Linked DNA regions of Mus musculus: region 2 is linked to region 1. Evidence: chromatin contacts called from public HiCAR-type data. All regions are on one chromosome and are shown on one strand. Each heading gives the region's core, a stretch centred on a gene start, on an enhancer-like site or on the middle of the called end of the contact. The rest is flanking DNA. Distances are from core to core; before and after follow the strand shown. Region 1 overlaps Rnf145 (ring finger protein 145). Region 2 has its middle 150 kb from the start of Gm12159.

Region 1 (7,786 bases), core at 1,715-4,214:
GTGTTGAAGCCAGAGGTGGATGCTGGGTGTCTTCCTCCATCTCTGCCCACCTAATTGACCGATTCACGGTCTCAGTGAACAAGAGCTTGATGGTTGAGTTAACCTAGTCTTGCCTTGGGCAGTCTTGTCTCCATCTCCTGAACGCCAGGAACATAGGCAGGCACCCTGCTGGCTTTGACATGGACTTTGGGACTCTGTATTCTGGTCCTCCAACTTACACAGCCAATGTCTGATCCACTGAGCCATCTCCTCAGCCGGTCTTTGGCTTTCCTAATCAGTTTTGGTTTTCTTTTTAGGACTTCCATAGTTAAAAGACACTTCAGAAGCTTTGAAGAAAGAAACTCTTTTCAGAAAAATGTAATGCATTTTATATGCCAGTTGTCTAGGTATAAGAGCACTTAGTAAATGTACGGCATCCTGTGTGACTGTATCCTATGTAATGCCAGTTAAAGGGAGCAAAGCATTAGGGGAAAGCGCACGTGGAGAAGAAGGATCGGATTCATAAGCACAGGGACTTACAGAGTTGCACCTCCTGTGATGGTCTCAGGAAGTTGCAGCATAGGGGAGGATAGTCTAACGTAGATTCTTTTTTTTTTAAGAGCCCCACCCCCATTTTTAACGATTTATTTATTTTATTTATATGAGTGCACTGTAGCTGTCTTCAGACACAACAGAAGAGGGTATCAGATCCCATTACAGATGGTTGTGAGCCACCATGTGGTTGCTGGGAATTGAACTCATAACCTTTGGAAGAGCAGTCAGTGTTCTTAACCTCTGAGCCATCTCTCCAGCCCTTAATGGAAATTCTTGATGCCATGTGGGACCAAATAAAATTGGGAGCTGGATCTGTGTACATCTAGTATTCAGAGAAAGCTTAAATTATATTTACTTTTATTATTTAAAAAGTATTGTTTTATTTTTCTGTGGGCCATGTACAGGTATGCAGTCATATTTCTGGAAGCCAGAGATTGATGTCAGATCAGAGAGTCTTCATGAGTGAGCGCATGCCTGCTTGCCTGCCTGTCTGTGTGTGTGTGTGTGTGTGTGTGTGTGTGTGTGTGTGTGTGTGTCTCTGTGTCAGTGTATGTGTCAGAGGTTGATATTGGGTCAAGGTCTCTTACTAAGCCTGGAGCTCACTGATTGGCTACACTGCCTGGCTGTTCAGCCCCAAGGATCTTCTTGGCTGTCCGTAGGCTGCACTGAGGCTATAGACACTAACAAGTGAGCTGATGGTGTGGTGGCTGCAACCCTAGACATTTTAAAAGACCTAAAACCCAAACTATTATTGCTTCCAAGATACTGCTTGGCATACCGGGCATATCTGGCTTAGTGGTAGAAGATTTGCTTAGACTGTTTGGAGACTTTAGATCAGTATCTGGCACCTAAAACAAACACACAAAACTGACTGTACTATTTTGGTTCGTAGTTCATACAAGAGATCCCAGATAAAACTGGTTACAATTCACTGTCACCATTTTCCCCCCAGCTTTCCCTCATATTTTGATGGTTGGTTCTAGAATTTGGTTCTGAATTTGTTGCATGGAGGAAGTAGTCTCTTGGGAGGTAGAATTGTGAGAGCAGATTTGTGAGATAATTCTTAAATTAGCTTATAATTACAGCTGTTCAGCTTTGCTTGAGTGCCCCATAGTCCGCTTGGGCAAACCTTTCGTAACGTCCTCTGAGAAGGTACCGTGGCTGAAAAAGTCAGTTTCCTGTGCCTCCAGCTCCTGGCCGTGTGTCAGTCTCAGTGAGTGTAGTGAATCCCAGTTACTGGGGCTAGATTTCAAGTTGGCGGTTTCTCCATAAAGCCTGTCAGGTGGAGAGCCCGTGCACACTGCTACCTGCACTTGGCTATACTTCATATCTGCTGATTCTGAAAGTGTCTTTTAAAGAGTACATTAAGTAATTTTGCATATTGATGGGTGTGCTAGAACACTATAGAACGTTTATAAAAGCTGATGAGAAAGATCCCGATTGCTCCATAAGAACTGGTATGGTTCTGCATCCCTTCAGGGTGCTGTGTCAGGCTCACTTTTGGTCCTTCGCCACCAGAAGCTGACTCAGAGCCTTGCCTGAGGGTCTGGGCTATTGCTGGAGTTGGTGTCTCTGCTAGCATTACTTGTGGTTGGAGCAGCATTCGCTAAAGCAGGGTTCCCTCTTGGCTGTGGGAGGAAAACAAAAGTAGACCACTGGGTGCCCCGACCCTGTATGCTCCACCCTTAGTGGTTTATAGAAGGACACTGGTAGCTATAGTGAACGGAAAAGCCATGAGAAAACCTAACCCACCACAAGTGACTCCAGAACTAAGGAACCGCTGTTGTGCCCTCACCGCCGTGGTGAGGAATCAGTTTGTGAACGGCTTGACTGTAAGACTCTTGTGCCTTGTCCAGGAGTTTGTGGAAACACTTCCGTGCTGTGAGCCTCTGCTTGTTCCTCCTCGTGTTCCCTGCGTATATGGCCTACATGATTTGCCAGTTCTTCCACATGGACTTCTGGCTTCTCATCATCATCTCCAGCAGCATCCTTACCTCTCTCCAGGTGAGCCTCACAGTGACGCTGTGCCCCTGGTGGCCTGTGTTCTGAGATGAGTGAGTGGCTTCGGGCTCCTGCCACTCTGCGTTCTTTATTAGAGCATCCTGCATACTGATGAAGTGTGATATGAAAATGCGAAACTGTCATGTGGTCAAAACTGTCTTCATGATTGCAAGTATGAGACTTGCATGTCATGAAGATACTAGTTTTAGTAAACGTTACTTAACCCGGGTGGTGTTCCATTTGTGGTGATGACAAAAAGCCTTTGGCTTTACTTTTATTATGGTGAAAAAAGTATTTAGAATTAGCCATCTGGACTGAGTTTAGGTGATCCCAGTTTTGTTGGCAAAATCCACATCATCACAATCATGAGCCCGCTACACACGTGCCTTCTCCCTGTCCAGACTGAGCAGGGCGGAGGAGGTTTTCTCGGGCGGTTTGCTCTGGGGTTTGTTGGCCCTGACATCCACGGGTTGGCGGGGAACACAGTGCACTGTGCCTTCTTTAGTCTTCATGGCTGACTCCGCTCTGGCTCAGGGAGCTTAGTGGTGGCAGAGCACCCAAGCTTGTGCCTCCTGGGCAAGCTTTCTTTTCCAGGCTGTTGGGGTTGCCTTCCATCACTGCCTACTTTCTTGGCTGTGGGAGGGAGAGCCTAGAGGCCTCCTCCTTTATTTTTAAAGCCATCATGGCAAAAAGTGCACAAAGACAGGCAAAACAAAGCAAAGCAGCAACAACAGAAAATGTAATTAAGACTTGCACATGTTTGTTTGTTTGTTTTTTCAAAATGGTAACGTTCTTTTTTAAATTGCCAAAAAACCATAACACTGAAATATCTTAGAGCTTGTTTAGAATGGGCTTTTCAAAGTAAATGTCTACTCAAAATACCCTTGTAATATAAATCTATACAACTCACATATGCACATGCATGATGTGTGCCATAAACATACATAGCTAATGTATGTGCCACACAGACAGACATGTGTTTCATATGTATGAACAACATCACCAGGATGCAGCAAGCTTTTTTGCAGAGGTCTCTGCTGCCTGGCCAGTAAGAGGTGACAGGAAATGTGGTTCTGGAAACGATGCTTTCAGCCCTGTTCCTTGTAGAGGTGAAGTGTTTTGAGAGACAAGGACTGGACGGATGAGGAATGAGGAAGGTCGGGTGGGCCTGAGGAGACTGAACACTGCTTCTGAAGGTGCAGCGTCTGCTCTCTCAGTAACTGGTCACTGTCACCCACACACAGCCTTCAGTGGGTACCAAGAGTTCATGTGTTATTATTTTAAACTCAGGGAGAATGCTTTTCTTATGATCACATTTATCTTAATATACATACTCTTCCCTCCCCAGGTTCTGGGAACACTTTTTATTTACGTCTTATTTATGGTTGAGGAATTCCGCAAAGAGCCCGTGGAAAACATGGATGACGTCATCTACTACGTGAATGGCACTTATCGTCTGCTGGAGTTTGTTGTGGCCCTCTGTGTGGTGGCCTACGGCGTCTCAGAGACCATCTTTGGAGAGTGGACTGTGATGGGCTCCATGATCATCTTCATCCATTCCTACTACAACGTGTGGCTTCGTGCCCAGCTGGGCTGGAAGAGTTTCCTTCTGCGCAGGGACGCTGTGAATAAGATTAAGTCTCTCCCTGTCGCGACGCAGGAGCAGCTGGAGAAACACAACGACATCTGCGCCATCTGTTACCAGGTGACCTGCTCAGGGGGAGTCTGCTGATAGGTCAGGCGGGGTAGACCTCGGGGCCGCAGCATGCACCAGTCACAGTGTAAATTTCCGGGCACAATTAATCTCTGGATTGGAAAGGGATAATGGGGCTCATAGATTAGAGTAATAAAGCCCTGATATAAACATATCCATTTTAGTTCTAAGTTCAGTTTTAATATAGTCTTTCAAGTTCTAATTATTATTGTTTCCAACATTATTGCTCACCCATAAATAAAGGAAAAACAGGTTAGGTGTATTTTATATTATTACTGACTACACACACAGACACAGTGTTCATGTGTATGTGTGATTAAATATATCCTAGCAACCAGGAGTCAGCAACTTCAGAAAAGTGCTGTGCCAAGATTTTGACTCTTCTTAATATCTTCTGGGTGGGGAAGAAGCATCCAGACTTCATGGTGGGTGACAGAATGCTGCTCTCTATCAGAGACTTTCAGTCCTGTGGGGTTCGGAAAGTGGTGGTAGAAGCAGGCGGAAGGGTCCTATTGAGGGTAGACAGACTGCCTGCCATCCATACAGCTCTGGCCCCAGACCGAGATGATGGTTACCCTGTAGTACAAGTGAAAGATATGTCATCTTGGGAACATAGTGAGTTTGGTCCCCAGTCACCTGGGGACTGTCAGGGGGACTGAGTTGCAGCATTTAGCACTAAGCTGCACTCCTGGAGGTGTAGACAAAGTTACCTGGCAACAGCTGCAACCAGGCCCCGAGTAAACTCACTGGGAGTGTAGGCTGGTGGCAGCCAGCCATAGATAGTGGCAGTGTATATGCAGAAATGCTTTTAGGGCTGCATGGGAGTGCAGATGCTGTGGGTGGGTGTTTGTGTGTGTTTATAAAACTACCATGATTTCTCATAGCAACATAAAGCTTCCACTCTTTAAACGAGTTCTGAGAACACTTTTTGTATGTTAGTAACCCTTGAGTGCACTGAGAAGGAGTATGGCCCCGGGCCTGTCCCTGTCCCTGTCCATCCTTCTCTGTGCTCCTGAACTGGACTCTGTCTTTTGTAGCCTCACAGTCCTCAGGGCCACCCCGGGAAAACCAAGTTTGGCACAGTCAGCTTGTGCCACCCTCCTGCCATGTCTGCTCTCCTGGGTGGGGTCCGAGAGTCCTCTTTGTCGGTGTCACATCACTTTTTTTGAAGTGCTGGAACTGCCTGCCGCTCACACATGGACCACGAGAGTGGAGTTGCTTAGCTTCCTGGCTGGCTGCTTTTGTGTGGACGGCTCCCTGCTTCAGAGTTGCCTCCCCCGCCCCCCCCCCCCCCCCCCCCGCCTCCACTCCCTGGTGTTACCAGCTCTTGGCAAGGAATTTGGGGGATATTCACTTCCTAATTGTGGATGTTAAGCAGTGGTTAAAAAAAAAAATCCATGTGTTTTAAATTCCTGCCTTAGGCCTTCCCTCCCCAAGGAATACTGATAGCAAAAGGAGGTGTCACCATTTTTCCTCATGTTTGTGAAGCGCGAGCACCTAAAAGTCCCACATGGGACTTGTTCTAAGTATAGATTTATGGTTCAGATTTTCTAACTCTGGTACAGCCCGAGCATAGGGTGAAGCTGAGGATCGCTGGTTTACACAGCAATTGTAAAATGTCTGTATATTGGCCCTGATACAACTGCGACTTCCTTGCCAACACTCTGGTGTTCCGAGGCTGAGTTTTGTCTCCTTGCATATAGGCTCATGGTAGAATAGTCTCTAGCTGCATTGGCGCATAACTGTGGGAAAAGTCCTGTCTGCAGTAGATTTCCTGAGGTTGTAGTTACTGTCTTAGACCCGTGGCTCACACCCTCTCACTTCGTGCGCCCGCCGTGTTCCGTGTTTAGGATATAGTTTCTTCCTCACTTGACTCCCGTTTGTTTCACCGTCCACAGGTCTCTTACGTTACTGTGTAAGGGCTCCTCTGATAGCAGCTTTAAGAGCAAAGCCAGATGATTCTAAGTTCTGTGCTGCAGGTTTTCTGTTTGTGCTACAAAGCTTATATTGAGGTTGGAGCTTGTGGGGTGGCATCAGGAAGGTGAAACGGCTGACGTTGCTGAGGTACCTCTTTCGACCTCTCTTCTAGGACATGAAATCCGCTGTGATCACACCTTGCAGTCATTTCTTCCATGCAGGATGTCTTAAGAAATGGCTGTATGTCCAGGATACCTGCCCTCTGTGTCACTGCCATCTCAAAAACTCCTCCCAGCTTCCAGGACTGGGGACAGAAGCGGCTCCACAGCCTCCTGCGGGGGCCGAGCAGAACATTGTACTTCAGGAAGGTCCTGAACCCCCGGACCATGAGAGTCCACCAGGGACTGGGACCCAGGAAGGTTCTGGGGACAGTAGTGAACACATCAACAGAGGCTCGGCTAGCCAGGAGGGGGCTGCTGATGCTGGAGAGGGTCCTCAGATTCCAGAAGGCGAAGTGTGTCCTGTTGAGTCTGCCTAGAGGAGAAGCAGGCTTGGAGCTCTGGACTGTGGAGAAGGCCACCCAAGGTGGAGTTCACACTCAGATCTGAGGAGTGGATGTAGGAGAGGACTAGGCAGGAACCTGACATTCCGAGGATCTGCTCCAGGCTACTCAGTGGACACACCCGCTCTCCACCCCACTTCATGCTGTTGGAGAAATTTTGCAATGTACACTAATCAAAATGTATTTATATGTTCTATGCTGATGTTTTGTAGAGGTTTGCCAAGAAAACTTAACCTCAGCAACTTCAGGAATGGCCCCTGATTTGCGAGGGATAATGAAATCAGGTCTGAGTGCTTGAAAGGGGCTAAGAGGACGCAGATCTGGAGGTCAGAGTGGGAAGATGAAGGCAGAGGTGGACCTGGCTTTCCCCTTCCCGTGGGACGGGGTGGCTCTGATTGGATAGTGTGGGTAATGGCCACTCCCCTTTCCTTCAGTTAATTAAAACCACCAAATGATCCTGGAGTTTTCTACAGAACCGCAATGAAATCAAAGATGTAGACGGGACTCATTGACTTTCCTCCGAGATGGAGGAGCACGGTACGTCAGGATGTGCCTGGGGAAGGGGCGGGCGTGCACTAGGCCTTGCGGGTGCTCTCGTGTCGCCTGAGACTCTTAAACCTGATGCTGGAGTCCTCATTATTTTGATGTATATGGAACTTTTGTTAATATATTGTATACTTTGTTGGCTGTGTGAAGTAAACTAAAACTCTAGTGAACACTTTGGAGTCCACTTTAACAAAGGAGCCAAAGTGGGAGGGGCTTTAGGGAACTGATAAAGGCCCTGGGTGTACTGTCCAATCCTGTGTAATGTTTAATTCTTGCAACTGAATCAAAAGCAGTGTTAAATTATGGCAGTGTTTGCACTCTGGGAATGAGTACTGGACTGTATGACCCCACTCTGCAAACACCACTTTTGAAGCTGTTAATACACTTTGCACCCTTTCTTTGACAAGGATGTGTCATATTTAAATTTTTACATTCATCATGGCTACAGGTAGAACTGGGGAGGGGGGATGTAATTTTTTTATGGGTTTTTGATATGAAAAGAAACTAGTCAT
Region 2 (7,786 bases), core at 1,334-3,833, 700 kb after region 1:
TCTAGGATTCCTTTAGAATCTGCACATATGCTGACTCCACTGTATAAACCACTATCTTACTACTCCAAACTCAAAAAGCCAATACCTGATCACTCAACAATGTATGATGCACAGTGGTTACTTACGTCCTAGAAAAATTCTCTCTTGACCCTTGAATCATAAAAGAAAAATCTCTTGCCAGACTTGCAGGAAGCTTACTTATTTCATGCCACTACCCCATTTTTCCTTCCTTCCAATGAACACACATTGACTCTCCATTTCCCAAACCTGGTCGAGACTTGTGGGTGGAGTAGTCTAAACAGTCCACTCTGGACCCTACGTAGAGAAGGCAGCCATGCATCATAGAGTACTCTGCTGTCACTGTGTTAAAATTGTTTTGACTAAAACTGTTTTATTGTCACTAATGTGTGCATGTTTTGCTTGCATGCTCACCTGTGCATCATGCATGCATATGAAAATAAAGATACATTCGTGAATTTAGCTCTTGCCTTCTACCTTCAAGTAGATCCTAGGAACTGAACACATGCTGTCTGACCCACTAAGCTATCTCATCTGCACAAAATGTTTGTGCAAAGTTTTGTGCGATGACTGAGGAGAGGTGCAGGCAGTGATGGGGATTGAACCCAGTACCTCACAAATGTAAGGCTAGGGTTCTACCAGTGAACTATATGCCCAACACACTGTTGTTGTTGTTTTGTAAAGGAATGTGAGTTTATAGCTTTACTGGGCCTTGAAAAACATGAAACTATTCCACACCCCGAGAATGGAAGCCACATGAGGGCTGGGTTACTTGTATATCTTGCACACAGAGAGTTCCTACAAAGGCGCTTATAAGCATTCCATAAATGAAGGAAGGAAGCCCAAGATGCTTGATTGAGGAGGACCACCTGTTTCTAAGCCATGGAACACAGAATGATGCCTCTTGATTTCTGTTGCCAGACCCTGAGTTCTGAGTTCAATATCCCAAAGGTGAGTTAGAGGTCTAGGTCATTGTTTAAGGAAGGGGAGCTTGCAAAAATTTAAAAAATAAAATAAAATAAACCTCCCCTCAAAACCCAAAAAGCCTTCTAACAAACAAAACAAACAACAAAAAACAACCAGAAGAAAGGAGGGACCTAAGAGCCTAGCTTTCAGAGAGGCATGTCCAAGGCCACTGAGAGATGAGGCATGCATGATCTGGCTGGAGAGCAACTCAACTCCTGCCTCCTGCCTCCTGCCTCTTGATCCACCAGAGAGAATTGTTCATAATGTGAGCCAGGCTGCTGAGGGAGTTTTTGATTTGCAATCTACTGTTCCATGTCCCTCGGGTCTTGTACAAGAGCAGCCCAGCTGTGGGCCCAGACACATCCCAGGCCTGTCAATGGATTTCCCCAGCTGCTAATCCTAGCTTTTGAGCTCCAACAGTGGAGCTGAGGGTGTGGCAGCCACACTCTGGAATTGTTCATGCTTTGTCCAGGGAGGAGAGGAGAAGAGAGAAGCCGGGGCCTGAGAAGCATCAATTCCACCAAGAGATTCTTTGTGACATCGGAGGCTAATTAGAAATGGAGAAGTGCTTGATGAAATTGTTCACAAAGCAGGGCCTGAGGAGATGGCTCAGTCAGTAAAATCATTTGATGCACAAACATGAGGGCCTGACTTCCAGTCCCCTGTGACCCATGCAAAAGCCAACCATGGCTGGGCATATCTGTAATGCTATTCTTTGGGGAGAAGGAAACAAGAGGATCCTGGGAGATCACTGGGCACATGACTTTTTGAAACAGCAAGCTTCAGGTTCAGTGGGAGACATGTCTCAAAGAAATAAGGTAAAAAGCGATAGGATAGCAAGCTTCCTTCTCTGGCCTCCATATCCACACATACTCATACACTCATGCATTAACACATGTATGCTACACTTACATGTACACATACATACATACACACACACATACATACACATACGTACACAAGAAGAGTTTTCACACTAAGGGCATACAACTGAACACAAGAGTTCAGCAGAGGATTTTATGGTTTGGGAGATTATTATTTTTCATTGATAATATTGATCACCTTCAGCCCACACAGATTTAATTGTCTTGTCAATACACCCTCATTAATATTCTCTTTAGGGGCTTCATGGTAATATGCACATTCCTTTCCATAAATGTGTTTATGATTAATTCTAAAGAAAGAGAGGTTCTGAGAAACAATGCATTTGGGTACAAGGCTATTCTCTCTGGCCTCTACTTATCAGCCTCACTATTTATTAAAATGATAACTTGTGGGCAGAAAACCAAGCTGAGGTCTTTGGGGAGAATGGACAACTTGGGTCGTGAGGAAAGAGAAACAAGGAAAGTTAAGCCAGCAAATAGTATTTCTTGAGACCACATGGAGAAAAAGCACAAAATGGAAAGGGGGGGGGGAGGGTGTCTGTATCATGTCCAAATTTCAGTCATTGCCAAAGTTTGCAAAATATCTTTTCATTTAGAAGTGCTATGATTTAATGGCAAAGGAGGACATTTTGTTGGAACGCCCAGCGTAACAAACACTTTTCTCTCCACTTAACAGTGTTCCCCTGGCTTCGTCTCATGGAGAAAATAATAATTTGGATGTTTTGAATTATAGCAGTAATACTAAAGGCACTCTGGGCCCACCCAAATTCCCAGCACCGAACATGGCATCGGAGCACTGGAGAATGAAGCGGGGCTGTATGAAACAGCAAGCAATGGTTGGTTTGGGGACAGGGATCATAGTTGACTGTGGGCAAAGTTCTCTGCAGCCTCGCATTCTGAGCCCAGGGCTGGGGCGAGAGAAGGCTCTCCTAGCTGACAAGAGTCCTGGGGCTCTGGACTATGAACAAGTTCTGGAGAGAACGTGAGCCTGCGCATCTGGAGGTGCTGGATCCCCTCCGAGCTCTGCCACTAATGAGCCTCGTGACCTTGAGTAAATCTGCTATCTTCTGTGGCCTCTCTCTCTCTCTCTCTCTCCCTCATCCCTGCAATCACTGACACTTAGAACTGCAGAGACCCCGAGAGATCAAATGGGTGTGCGTTTCCCCTGACTGTGTTCAATCACATTCACCTTCCCTATGTTCCGCTTTTATTACCCTTCCCTTTCATAAGTCTAGCTGCCAAAAGAAAGAGTATGTAGAAACAATACGTAGAAGCTGAACGGTGATCATAAAATAAATGCAACTGAAACAAAACCTTCTTACTGAACAGGAGCCAGAGAAATGTTGGCTGCCTGGGAAGACGATAGATGCGAAAACCAAACTAGTGAGACTCGCTGAGATCTGAGCCAGTGCCAGGTCTTCTATGCAGTGCTGATTGCCACTGCTCTAGGAAGAAGCCCCCACCATCTTCCTCACTTTGGAGAGCAACTGACTGAGAGGCCGGAACATTAACTGGGATGGTTCCTGACTTTAAAAAAAGATATTTAAAGTTTGTATTGTACAGGCCAGCATGAATCTAAGACACTGTTTTTCACATAATCAGAAAGATTAAAGAAGACTTTAAAAAAATAAGAATAACACTGTTGTTACAAAGAATGTCTCATCTGATGCCATGAGTTTCTTCCACCCACCAGCATCGCCCAGTGTTCCTTAGAGTTATAGCCGAGAAGAACCATCGATCTTTGAAGAGGTGGAAAGTACACTGTTGGCCTCTGTGGTATTCAGCCCACCACGCACTTCCTCTGAGAGTTTTACTGTTTTCTCTTGTCTGCCGGAGCAATGCCTGCTGGAATTGTGAGCATTACCTCCGCATAAGCCATCCCAGGTCTCCCTCCTCGTGCCAGGGGCCAGAGGTCACCCTCTCCTAGGTACCTCATTCCTGTGGACACTTCAGGTCCAGGACTCTTATATGAGATGGCGCTACCTTTAGTCATAACCGACTTCTTGGCACAACATGTAAAACCTTTTCTAAGTGTCCCATAAATTAACACAAGATTTAAGCATACTATGAAGGAAGAGACTGTTTCTGAAGCAATGAGTTGAGGCTAGAGAAATGGGGCAGAAGAAGCAGAGCTGGTCACGAAATCATGAAGACCTGGGCTCCTATCTCCACAACCCATACAGAGCTAGATGCCATAGGGCAGCATGCGCCTGTAATCATACCATTCCTATGGGAAAATGGGGCCAAGGATCCTAGAAGTCCATGGGCCAACTAGCCTGATGTACAGTGGTGAACAGGAGACCCTGTCTCAAACAAGGCGAAGAAAGAGGACAGACACCCAAGGTTGTCCTCTGATCGCCACACTCATTGTGGCACTTACACATCCACATCTACATATACAAAGACACACACTCATGTATATGCACGTCATACAAATGGAGAAGAATAAAAACAAATAATAAAGATCCACTTATTTATCACCTTAAAGCAAGATGCTGAGTGCAAATGCTTTCTCCTCTAGCCCCTTCTGGAAGTTCTCTCATCGATGGTTATTCTGAAAATGGCTTCTGAAGGCAAGAATCTGATGAGCTTAGGTTTCTCACGATTTCTTTTCCAGGGGAATTTATCTGGAGTAAATTTAGAGGCCTCTTGTTCCTTCAGTGACTCACAAGGCATTCTCACGAGGGCACTAAAACCCTCGTGTACTTCAGTAGCCATTAACACCAGGAAGGTATTTTAAGGTGCCAGTGAGAACCAGCTCACCTGTAGGGTTCCACCTTTCATTTTCATTGGGTAACACCTTCACTTACAGTTCTTTGCCCACTTTCTCCTCCTCCGATTTCAAGTTTTCTTCTTCTTCCTCAAGAGTCAGCTAAACTGCCTTGTATCCTGACCACCATTAAGTATTATAGGCCATGTCTTTAAAGCAATGGGCAGTGGTACACATAACTTCCTCAATTCTAAAGTGGGTGGTATTTTAAAAGTAACAAGAGCCACAAAAGCAGAATTTACACATTCAGATATTCTTTTGTAGAGGATCACCTCTGGTTCTGTCTGACTTTTATAAGTTCTTCCTTGGAGCTAGGTAGGTGGTGGACACCTCCAATCCCAGCACTTGAAAGGCTGGGACAGACGAAACCCTGGTATCTGTCAAGCCTGATTACCTAGCTAGACACTGCTGGCTAGATCGGCTTTGTCTATTGTTGTTTGACTTCTGCTTACAGATCTAGAGAAACAAGAGAAGGCGCCGCCTAGTGAGCTGCTTACAGAGCTTTCTAGTTCTGTCTTGGATTCGCCCCACCCCAAGAAGGCCTTTCCTGTGGTTAAATCGAAATCTCTCACTCTCTCACTTCCAAGGGCCATTTCCACTTCCACTCAATCGTGTGTCCTTAGCATGAACTGGTTTCTCTTCAAAAGGAACGCTTCTCTCCCACGGAATGTAACATGCTTTCTCAGGGCTCCCTCTCCTAACAATCAACCCTCCAAATCTCCAAGCATCATGAGAACCATATCTCTGGCGATGCTGGAAGAATTATGCATAACACAGGCTTCTGGTGCTGGGGAAGTAGGTTAGTGGTTAAAGTGCTTGGTAAGTGAATTAGAGAACCAGTGTTCATGTCCCCAGAATCCAAGTCAATTGTTACGTAAGTATGGTGGCTCACTTGCAATTCAAGTCTCAAACAATCTGTGGAATATGCTAGTGAGACTACGTGTGTCAGTGACTCCCGGTTTGATTGAGAGACCCTTTATCAATTCATATGGCAGAAGAATGATCTAGAAATGATTCTCAACATCTGACCTCCGCATGCATATGCATGCACACTAACACACATGTGTACCCACACACATGCAAAACCGTGAGTATCCATAGATACAGACAGCACACATACAAACATACACACACATCCATGTATACATACACCTGTGTGCACACATATACACATGCTCACACATGATAAGTGAAAAAAGAAAAGAATATTCAGGTTTCTGAGGCATTCTCTCTGGTCTCAAATGTGGACTCTTCAATGTGGTAAGATCGCTGAGCCTCAGTGTCCTCATCTGTAAATTGGGTATGTTTATAACAAAAGTCCCTCAAGCATCTCCTGAGGACACTACATCAAACGAGAGATATAACATTTATGAAGCCAGTATTTGGTTAGTATTCAAACATGTGCAAAATTAAGGTTGCAAGGGGAAGAGACAGCTCATGTGGAACCAACAGATTCCCAGACCAAATCGCCTCTGTTGAGGAAGCCTCACTGGAATTAGTTTAAGAGAGGACTAGTCTCCTGTTCCCTAATGGCTCCTCTTGGGCTGTGGTCTTTAGCTCTTCAGAGAACATACATGTACATAAATTGCCACCAAGCCTATAATTTCACATATTATATGTTAAAAATAAATTTCCTGGAAGTACAAACACAGCCATGTAGTCATCCTTCTCACACTCTCTGTAGACTATTTGGCCCAACAGTTTTACACATAAAGGTAAGTTTAAGCCTTGATCCATTAGCCACCCTTCTTAGCCCTGCGTCATCTTTCCATGGGATGATTGACACTTTTTCCTTCATAAGGATCCCTGATAACAATTAAAACATGTTCAAGGCCAAGGACAGAGCCCTGTGGTACTATTAACAGTTTTCGGGCAGCAGGCCAACTCTATCATTTCACGGATGAGATGTGGACCATTCCGAAGCGTTAGATGACAGCCTGCCACCATAGAATGTAACCAGCTAACTGCTCTTCAAAGCTGCTCCAGGACATTGGTTCCTTTCCTGGCTTCCTGTAGCAGTGGCTTTGTGTGGCTAAGGAAGTTTATAAAAATGAGAATGCTCTGTTTACATCTTTGAGGCTTACACTGTGCAATAGCATATCAGTAATTCTAGCCAGTCCTGTAGCTGAGAACTCACTAAACTTATTTAACTCACTATTTCTCCCAAGTATCTAATCACAAAATTCTGGGTCCTGTTGATTCTCATGAAACCATGTTTAACATCGCAGAGAACATCTCCATGGTCAATCAAACACATGGAACATGAAACTGGTGCCTCCCACCTAGTGTGAGAATGAAATCCAAGAGCCTAAAGGTTCAGAAAATGTTCAGACTTCTACAGGAAGAATAAGTTATTCAGGATTGTTGTGAAGGAAGAGATTAAGAAATGGGAGAGTTTAGCAAAATCAAAAGAGAGAAATCAACAAGCAGATCTCCATACCTCTCAAAGTAACAGCAAAGGGAGGCACCTAGAGCCTACCACTCCCTACTTTCTAGACACATTTCACCTGTGTTTTAAAAATTATTTATTTGGTGTGTGTGTGTGTGTGTGTGTGTGTGTGTGTGTGTGTGTGTGTGTGTGTGGCTATGCTCACATGGAAGCCAGATGATAACCTCTGTGGTCCTCAGATTCCATCACCTTCATTTCGAGAAACCAGGATCTCTCACCACCCTGGAACTCATAAAGTAGACTAGATTGGTTGATGAGCAAGCCACAGGGATCCTCGTCTTTGTCTCCCAGGAGTTAGGATTGTAAGCACATACTGGCATACCCAGCCTGTTCTTTGTAGGTTCTTGAGATTGTACTTGCAAATCAAGCACTTTGACTACTGAGATATATCTTCAGCCACATTCTGCTTTGATATAGTCTTCCTAAAAGCCTGTGTGCCAGGTCACCAGTTATTGGATCTGATCATTGAGTGATGGCTAGATGATGAGGGCTATGACTAATCAGTGGACTAATCCATTGATAAAGTCATCATAGGATGATGCTATGGGGAAGTGGAGTCTATCTAGTTAAGGAAACTGGATCACTGGGAAAGATACAGCTTAGGAATGATATATCTTATTCTGGGGTTCTTTTGGTTGTTCATCTCTGTGTCCTGGTTGCCAAGAAGTGAGTAGCTTGTCTTTGCCTTGCCCCCTGATG

The links. HiCAR-type assays count read pairs that join an accessible place to other places.
Region 2: a contact with region 1 is called in a HiCAR-type map of fibro-adipogenic progenitors, with 4 times the contacts expected there. The contact joins two enhancer-like sites. A contact is called at or near these places in 1 of 115 datasets of contacts at active chromatin or transcription factors (fibro-adipogenic progenitors) and 1 of 9 other capture datasets (pancreatic islet).

The regions. Positions count from the first base shown.
Region 1 is chr11:44,557,582-44,565,367 of GRCm38.p6, forward strand. It overlaps Rnf145 (ring finger protein 145), which reads left to right. Exons shown (of 11, transcript NM_028862.4): 9 at 2,391-2,538; 10 at 3,884-4,240; 11 at 6,339-7,786. The coding sequence ends at 6,704. Among named protein-coding and RNA genes, the nearest start is that of 4930597A21Rik, 25 kb to the right of the region's middle. Within about 2 kb of position 2,965, at least 15 of the 459 cell types and tissues checked have an H3K27ac peak or open chromatin away from gene starts, as enhancers often do. A contact at or near this core is called in fibro-adipogenic progenitors, where this site is marked.
Region 2 is chr11:45,262,833-45,270,618 of GRCm38.p6, forward strand. No RefSeq gene overlaps it. Among named protein-coding and RNA genes, the nearest start is that of Gm12159, 150 kb to the left of the region's middle. Within about 2 kb of position 2,584, at least 33 of the 459 cell types and tissues checked have an H3K27ac peak or open chromatin away from gene starts, as enhancers often do. A contact at or near this core is called in fibro-adipogenic progenitors, where this site is marked.